Linked DNA regions of Sus scrofa: region 1 is linked to region 2. A link is a contact called in public HiChIP or PLAC-seq data. All regions are on one chromosome and are shown on one strand. Each heading gives the region's core, a stretch centred on a gene start, on an enhancer-like site or on the middle of the called end of the contact. The rest is flanking DNA. Distances are from core to core; before and after follow the strand shown. Region 1 has its middle 38 kb from the start of PIK3R1. Region 2 has its middle 210 kb from the start of PIK3R1.

What was found. HiChIP or PLAC-seq counts read pairs in DNA pulled down with a chosen protein or histone mark.
Region 1: an H3K27ac HiChIP or PLAC-seq map of skeletal muscle shows a contact between it and region 2. The contact joins two enhancer-like sites. A contact is called at or near these places in 1 of 47 Hi-C or Micro-C datasets (heart right ventricle) and 1 of 2 datasets of contacts at active chromatin or transcription factors (skeletal muscle).

What each region holds. Positions count from the first base shown.
Region 1 is chr16:46,394,071-46,398,522 of Sscrofa11.1, reverse strand. No RefSeq gene overlaps it. Among named protein-coding and RNA genes, the nearest start is that of PIK3R1, 38 kb to the left of the region's middle. Within about 2 kb of position 1,577, at least 32 of the 83 cell types and tissues checked have an H3K27ac peak or open chromatin away from gene starts, as enhancers often do. A contact at or near this core is called in skeletal muscle, where this site is marked.
Region 2 is chr16:46,224,262-46,228,839 of Sscrofa11.1, reverse strand. No RefSeq gene overlaps it. Among named protein-coding and RNA genes, the nearest start is that of PIK3R1, 210 kb to the left of the region's middle. Within about 2 kb of position 2,474, at least 3 of the 83 cell types and tissues checked have an H3K27ac peak or open chromatin away from gene starts, as enhancers often do. A contact at or near this core is called in skeletal muscle, where this site is marked.

The DNA of each region.
Region 1 (4,452 bases), core at 328-2,827, 170 kb before region 2:
TAGATTATTTCCATATATTAGCTATTGTGACTAGTGCTACAATGAACATACTGGTGCATGTGTCTTTTTCAAGGAAAGTTTTGTCCAGATATATGCTCAAGAGTGGGGTTGCTGGGTGATATGGTAGTTCTATATATAGTTTTCTGAGGTACTTCCATACTATTTTCCATAGTGGTTGTACAAATTTACGTTCCCACCAACAGTGCAGGAGGGTTAAGAAGATTCTGAATAGGATGCTCCTCTCCTCTCTACCCAGGGCCCTCCAGACTAAGACTCCACCATGAGCACCTTTCACCTTGCACTTCCCCGACCCTGCTTCCCTTGTCCAGGACTACCAACAGGATGCTGGACCAGGCTGAGCTGGACAGCCATAGCCAGGTAGCCAGTTGGATCCCTCTCCAGTGATAACAAAGGTCTGGAGTCTCAGAGGGCTTTTCCTAGGACAAGACGTACCTCCAGATCAAGAAATTATTTCAGCTGTGGCATGATCAACAAGTTCTGGAGCGGAAGGAAACCTTTCTAAACCACAAATAACAAAAAACATCTATCTATTATGTCAGAAGACAAAGTTGTCTTTCTATTCTCTGTACATAAAATGGCATTGTAAAATTTTTACCATGTGAAAAAAGATCAATGAGTATAACGCCAAAAATATAGGGAAAAGATGTATTACATAGATGGGTCAGCACTTAAGTTGTAATTGTAGCAAAAATTGTTAATTAAAACTAATGATGATAATGCTATTTTTCTGGATGCTTTCTAGAATTTGTAATTTTTTATGCTTTGATTTTTTTCATTTGAAATCAATTTGTACCTTGAACCTAGTTTCATATTCTCTTTCATAAAGAGGGTTCCACATTTGAGAAGCTTCAGGCCTCATAAATTTTGGGATCTACCCTGACAGAGGTCTTTTTCTCTGAAGAGGCAGGAGAAAGAACTTAAGAAATCACTAAAATCACAAGAGACTGGTTTCCACAGTTTTTCTTCTCTCCATTAAACCTTCACCTTCTCATATTTGGTTGTGCATTTATTAAAAAAGTTTAGTAGAGCCAATAAGGAGTAATCAAAATATCCAAATTCAAAAGACCCAACTGAGCCAACCTCACTCAAAAATCAAGGGCCCAACTCTGTCTTCCTAATTTGGAAGAAGACAAACTTGCCTGGATTGGTTTTTGGAATAGGAATTACTTGAGAAGTGCAGAGTTCCAGAAATTGAAGAGCGTATCATTTTGTCAGTACACTTCTTTTAAAACGAGTTATTAATACAGAGGCAGCCACTATCAAATGTCTTCCTACAACACATCAACCGTTATTTTCCATCTATTCAGGAGGGACTGGCAAGGCTGAGAGCCAATGAAGGAAAAAGAAATGACTGCCCATTTTGTTGCACCGAAACCAAAGGACTCTTGATTTATCAGGACGTCTGGCACACTCTTTTTCAGGGGTGGGGGGAGGAATGGGTGGTGGAAATTAAGGGTTGTAAATTTTATAAATCAAGCCCTCTAAAGTAGGCCAATTGGTCAGCTGCAAACTTGGCAGCATCACGAAGCATGTGTGCTGGGGCAGCTTCAGAACACAATGTTCTGGTTCACTCTGCGAGCAAAGGGAAGTGGAATAAGGGCTCAACCCAGGACAGAGGGAGGACTCAGCACAGACATGCAAGAGGCTGAGAGACAAAGGAACACTAAGGAATAAAGGCAATGTCCTTGGACTGCTGACCACAAAGACGTGTGTGTGTGTGTGTGTGTGTGTGTGTGTGTGTGAGAGAGAGAGAGAGAGAGAGAGAGAGAGAAAGGAGAGAGAAAGACTGATTAGAGCCTTCAAAAGAGGTGCTGTGGTTCTGATGTTTACTGAAACTAAATTCTGGAAAATTCAGAGAAGTTGTAGGATTAATGATTGATTAGAAAGTAAAAACTGAATACTTTGGGCAAGAGTAATGGTGAAATTTTGCAAAAGTACTTGGGAATAATGTTGAGTCTATAAACTTTGAACCATAACGATGTGTGGAATGAAGAGAAAAAGAATATTTAAAAAAAAAAAAAGGATAGCCTGAAACATAGATTTTTAGATCCAAATTTAATCAGGACCTGGCAGGGCTTTTTCAAAAGCAAATTTACATTTCATATTATTTCAATAATTACTTGGTTGCTAATGAATATAATAATAATGTGTGATATATAAAAATAACTTAAAATAGTTGGCATATTTGGGCAACCAGCCCCCTCAGATATTTTCAAATAGTTTATAAGAAAGTTAACGGAATATTTAGAGTGAAAAAAAGAAGAAATAGTGTTAACAGTTTAAGAAAAGGAGCCAGTAGTAAATTATACTTTAATTTATAAAACATTCTGTGAAATGGTCCTGACTGCTTATAACCTTGAGATTTTTATTTTCATTCTAGTGATTTAGAATTGTGTCATGGTGATATTCCACTCACCAGAATCACTTGCAATTGATAGCATGCGATGAGCAAGTTCAATGTGTTTTTCTTCAAATATCCAGTACTGTCATAAGCTTGAAAGGATAGAGAGCAAACGTGATAATTGCTAAATTCCAAATGTACACTATCATTAAAATTTTTTAAATTGAAAATAATTGCCGAAGGAATGTCACTGTCTTTGATTTACAGGAGAGAAGTTCAAGTTTAAATGAAAAATGATTTTTACTTAAGAGCATCTCTTTCTCCTCTAACACAGGGAAGAAAAAAAAAAAAAAAAAGGATACCTTATGCATCAGTGTAAAAAACCAGAGACCGCAGTGGCCAAGACTCAGCTGGTCTTTGTAAAGCGGTTTATAGCTTTCAGCTAAAATCTCTAAGTGAGAATTCTCATTCTCAGCTGCTGGCTCCCTGAGAGCTCTCTGTGGCCTCTGACCCCATTTCCATGGAGATAGAGGTGGGAAGGGTAAAAATAAATTAAAGGGGAAACTTTTTTTTTTGAAGGCAGCACTTCCAAATCCCCACTCCTCCAATACTAATGAGTGTCCAAGTTAAAACAACCACACATCAGTAACTGAAATTCCCTTTTTCTTCAGGGTTAAATGGATGAAAATAAGGTATTTGACTGTAAAGATACATTTGCATGAAAAAACAAACAAACAAACAAACCCCCGTTAGATACTGTTTAAGCTCCAAAATGAAGCTCAAAATGAAGGTAAAATTAAAACGGTTCTTGCCACTTAACAGTGAAAGAAAATCCTACCGTTTTCCAGGGTTTGGTTTTTGGCTGAGAGCTGTGATTGTTAAGGGTCAGGCTCTGTAGACTTCTATTAGGGGGGTGGGAGGGGTGGCTGGTGTTTCTCCAAACATCAGGAAGTTGGACTCTTCATCAGGAGAAATTTTTAAATTGATAGTTTTCCTTGCATCTATCAGTTAATCCATTGTTTTGCTGTAAGCTTCTGTTCCCGACCATCTAACTGAGGCTAATAAAAATAGATAGGAAGCTCCAACTGTTGATGTAACTACCAGCTCTACGGCCGGCTCCCAGCATCCATTCATTGAGTCATTACTTCATACCTGCTACTGGATGATATATTTTCTCAATTAACAACAGCCTCTTAGGAAAAAGCTTTTTTTAGGGAAAAATTGGAATATACACAAAGTCAGAGTAGTCTGATGATCCCGATGTGCTCATGACTCAATGACAGCAATCATTAATTCATGGTCACTCTTATCCTTGCCACCACATATTCCTCTATTATTATTATTATTTTTTTTTGGTCTTTTTTGTTGTTGTTGTTGTTGCTATTTCTTGGGCCGCTCCCGTGGCATATGGAGGTTCCCAGGCTAGGGGTTGAATTGGAGCTGTAGCCGCCGGCCTACGCCAGAGCCACAGCAACGTGGGATCCGAGCCGCGTCTGCAACCTACACCACAGCTCACGGCAACGCCGGATCGTTAACCCACTGAGCAAGGTCAGGGACCGAACCCGCAACCTCATGGTTCCTAGTCGGATTCGTTAACCACTGCGCCACGACAGGAACTCCATATTCCTCTATTATTAATGAAGCAAATACTAGATATTTTTATCTATGAATATTTTATTAATAAAATGTTAAGGACTCACTAAAAATAAACCTAATATTACCACACTGAAAAAATTAACCATCATTTTTTAATATCAACAAATATCAAGTCAGCGAGATGGCTTTTTGAATTTATTAGTATTGTTTTTGTTATATTATTATTACTCACATTTTATAGTTATAGAAACTGAGGGCAAGAGAAGTTTAAAATCCTGTGCAATATCTCACAGAAGTAGGAGAACCTACTTATAGGTTTAGGTACAGATGGACAAAAACTCATTTTCTTAGGATCACAAGGACTATAGCCAAACAAATACTAGCATTTTGTGTGTGTATACTTACTATGAAACTTTGCCCTACTTGTCTTATTTAATTCGCACAACCCAGTGAAGTAGATGCCATTATCTGCATTTTACAGGTGAGGAAGTGAA
Region 2 (4,578 bases), core at 1,225-3,724:
CTTCTCAAAGGAAGGGCTTGAAGCACAATTATTTTTATTATTCAATTATTTATAATTATTCAATTATTTTTTGAATTAACACTGATGGTTCTGCCTCTTGTAAAATAATCTTAATTATCTGAACTCAGAATGTCTATCAACTTGGATGGGAAAAAATTGTATCTTATTTTCTCCTACCTCTAGCAGTTCTAACTAAAACTTGGCATGCCTTTCAATTATGAACATAGTAAATAAACTACATTAGCATTAGTGTTGTCTGTGATTTCATCGCTAGTGGAAATGAGATATTTTTATATTACTTTAAGGTTGTCACATATCATTTATCCTCAACACTAAATTCTAAATTTATGGTAGTTGCTACACTCATTGATAGATCTCCTTATTTGATGAGGCAATAAAATATGTATGTATACATATATACATACATTTCTGTATCACACATTTGGTTTTTTGTTTTTTGGTCTATTTGTCTTTTTAGGGCTGCACCCACAGCATATGGAGGTTCCCAGGGTAGGGATCTAATTGGAGCTACAGCTGCCGGCCTACACCGCAGTCACAGCAATGAAGGATCCGAGCTACATCTGCAACCTATACCACAGTTCATGGCAACGCCGGATCCTTAAACCACTGAGTGAGGCCAGGGATCAAACCTGCATCCTCATGGAGGCTAGCTGGGTTTGTTAACAGTTGAGCCACAATGGGAACTCTGCACATTTCTTTTTAAAAGCTATTTTGACAAGCACAGTTGTCAAATTGGTTTCTTTTGTAATCCTGTGTATTTTATTTTACACATTTAAAATCTAATCTGAAAAGAGGTCTCTGGGTTTTGAAAGACTGTCCAGAGGTCTGTGTCATGGAAAAGGTTAATAATCTTGCCTTACAATAGAAATAAAAACAAAAATGAACGAATGGGACCTAAGCAAATTTACAATATTTGCATAGCAAAGGAAACCATAAGCAAAACAAAAAAATAAGTTATGGAATGGGAGAAAATATTTGTAAATGATGCAACCAACGAGGACTTACTTTCCAAAATATACAAACAGCTCATACAAGTAAACAACAAAAATACAAACAGCCCAACTGAAAAATGGGCAGAAGATCTAAACAAACATTTCTCCAAAGAAGACAGATAGATGGCCAATAGGCATATAAAAAGATGCTCAACATCACTAATTACTAGAGAAATGCAAATCAAAACCATAATAAGGTACCATCTCACACTGGTCAGAATAGCCATCATTAAAATGTCTACAAGTAACAAATGCTAGAGAAGGTGCAGAGAAAAGGGAACTCTCCTAAACTGTTGGTGGGAATGTTAAGTTAATGAAACCACTGTATAAAACGGTATGGAGGGTCCTCAAAAAATTCAAAATAGAATTACCATAAGACCCAGCAATCCCACTCCTGGGCATATATACAGACAAAATGATGATTCAGAAAAAATACATGCAGCCCACGTTCAAAGCAGCACTATTTGCAATAGCCAAGATATGGAAATAACCTCAATGTCCATCAACAGATGAACGGATAAAGACCAAGTGGTACATGTACATAATGGAACACTACTCGGCCATAAAAAGAACAAAATAATGCCATTCAGAGCAACATGGATGGAACTAGAGATTCTCATACTAAGTGAAGTCAGTCAGAAAGAGAAAGATAAATACCATATGATATTACTTATATGTGAAATCTAAATTGTGACACAAATGAACCTATCTATAAAACAGAAACAGACTCATAGACATAGAGAACAGACTTGTGGTTACTATGGGTGGGGGGAAGAGGAGGGGAGAGACAGAATGGGAGTTTGGGGGTGGTAGGTGCAGACTATTACAGATGGAAGGGATGTCCTACTGTATAGTTCAGGGAACTATATTCAATATCCTGAGATAAATCATAATAGAACAGAAAATTTAAAAAACCAAGTATAGGAGTTCTCGTTGCGGCTCAGTGGTAACAAACATAACTGGTATCCATGAGGATGCAGGTTCGATCCCTGGCCTCACTCAGTGGGTTAAGGATCTGGTGTTGCTGTGAGCTGTGGTATAGGTCACAGGCACAGCTCAGGTTCTGAGTTGCTGTGGCTGTGGCACAGGCCAACAACTACAGCTCCAATTAGACCCCCAGCCTGGGAACTTTCATATGCCATGGGTGCGGCGCTAAAAAGCAAAAACAAAAAAAAAAAGTATATATGTATAAAGGAATCACTTTGGTGGTGCATAGCAGAAATTAACATAGTAAATTGACGGCACTTCAATAATAATTAAAAAAGGGACCCTGCCTTAAAGTGATGATTTACAAAGACAGTTGTCACACATATACACATTCTTCAAGGTCAGTGCCCTCAACCTAAGCTCCACTCTGGGCAGGTGTGGAGGGTGTTAGTAACACACATAACACAGTATGTCCTCCCGCTGGAAGTGAGCCCAGCAGGTGGAGAAAATGCTGAGTGGGCCTGGGCTCTTGGAGGACGAGAGTCAGTCTCCTTCCAGCTGGGGAGGTCAGTTCCCATAGCTGACGTTCTTCTGTGGTGTCAGAACAGTCACTGATCTGTTGAAAGGGCTTCCCCATTTTAGTCAAGGATGAAAATGACTGATTTTATGGGGTTTTGGGGTGTTCTCTCAACTCTTCAAGATTGGCACTGAATCATGGGCTGATAGCCTTAATACATATCCAAAGTCTTGGAAATCAGTGAGAAAATGTACACTCCATCAGGTAAATAAATACAATATAAACAGGCAATTAAAATGGCTAAATAATATATGGGGGAAATGATTTGGCCTCACTAACAATCAAAGAAGTGAAAACAAAAGCAAGATTTTCTAAATGCTCATCAACCTGGCAAAGTTAAAAAAAATGGACAGGAGTTCCCGTCGTGGCGCAGTGGTTAACGAATCCGACTAGGAACCATGAGGTTGCAGATTCGGTCCCTGCTCTTGCCCAGTGGGTTAACGATCCAGCGTTGCCGTGAGCTGTGGTGTAGGTTGCAGACGCGGCTCGGATCCCGCGTTGCTGTGGCTCTGGCGAAGGCTGGTGGCTATGGCTCCGATTGGACCCCTAGCCTGGGAATCTCCATATGCCACGGGAGCGGCCCAAGAAATAGCAACAACAACAACAACAACAACAAAAGACAAAAGACAAAAAAAAAAAAATGGACAAACTTAGCTTGATAAAGAGATGTGGAAATAAACAATCATACCTTGTTAGCGGGAATGTAAATTGCTGTACTTTGGGGGAAAGTTCGGTTTAACAATATTTATTAAAAATGTTATTTGCACACACAGTCTGGCCCAATCAGCTCCCTTTAGGAATTTACCCTCAGAAGCTCATCATTAAATATGCGAACAAATATATCCACTAGAATGTTTATTACTCCCTTACTTGTAGTAGCCAAAAACACTGGAGGCAGTCCAAGTGTTTTATACATTGCAGCAGGATCATTCATCAAGATACTCTGCTTTGTCTTCTATGTATGTGTTACCTCCATTCCAAGAAAACGGGCAGGCTCCTTGCCACTGGGGAGGTGTATGTCATATAGCAGCAAGCAGAAGCTACCACCGAGAAGGCCTTCCTTGACTTTTTTTTTTTTTTTGAAAATGAGTTCATTTTCAAGCAGTTAAACCAGGGAGGGGAAACGTGAGACAGAAGCAGAGAGGAAGAACAGTGGAGGTCCCCAAGGAGGAGACAGGGCTCTGTGGGTCCCATGTGTTGTGGGGTCAACTACTCTGCTCCCAAGCTTTGCCCAAGGGTAGAAAGGGGATAGGGACACAAAAGGGATCCCAGCCTGAGACACCTGACCCCACCAACCTTGGTGGCAATGACCAGCATTAAGCACCAAGTTTACTGGACTTCAGAGAAACATTTAGGCTGAATGGATTTGACTTCAGCAGTATGTGAAGTGGGCTAAAGAACAATGAGATTTATCTGAATATCGGACTCCTCATGCATGCCATGGAGATGCTGGGGGCAAGGAGGAGGGAAAGGAGCTTCAGGGGTGACTGTCTTTGATTTATTCCCCAGCCTGGAGGAAAGTGAAGAGTAGGGTTTAATTTGATTTAGAGAAGTAAACAAATGGGGCATTTCCTGCACACCTGAATTTTCCAACTTGTATCAAATCTGCCACAATGTCTTTCCTACTAACTCGATCTGTTTTCTGGTAACAGAATTGTGAGAGGGCTCATAAGGCAGGAGAAGGCTAGGGCCAACCCATGATACACACAGTTTCATGCCAGCTGACAGAAGTTTTTGTATAAAGGTGATGTTCAACAAAACGAAAAACAGAGCCAGAGAAAAGGGTACTGATGTGCTGTTACAGAAGCCACATGCCAACTGAGGGAGACCTAGGGGAAACTGCTTTATGGTTTCAAAGAATGAGGTCTAGCACTCAAAGAACAGGGTAATCCACCTTATGAATCAAAGGAACAGGAGGTCTATGGGACCTCTTTGTTTACTTTTCACTCAAGGGACAGAGACTGTGTCAGACCCTGTTTCAACCAACCCCCAGGAGAGGGTCTTTGGCCAATAAGGGCTACACAATTGGATTCTGGATGTGCTCACAGGGCTGTGGACTGC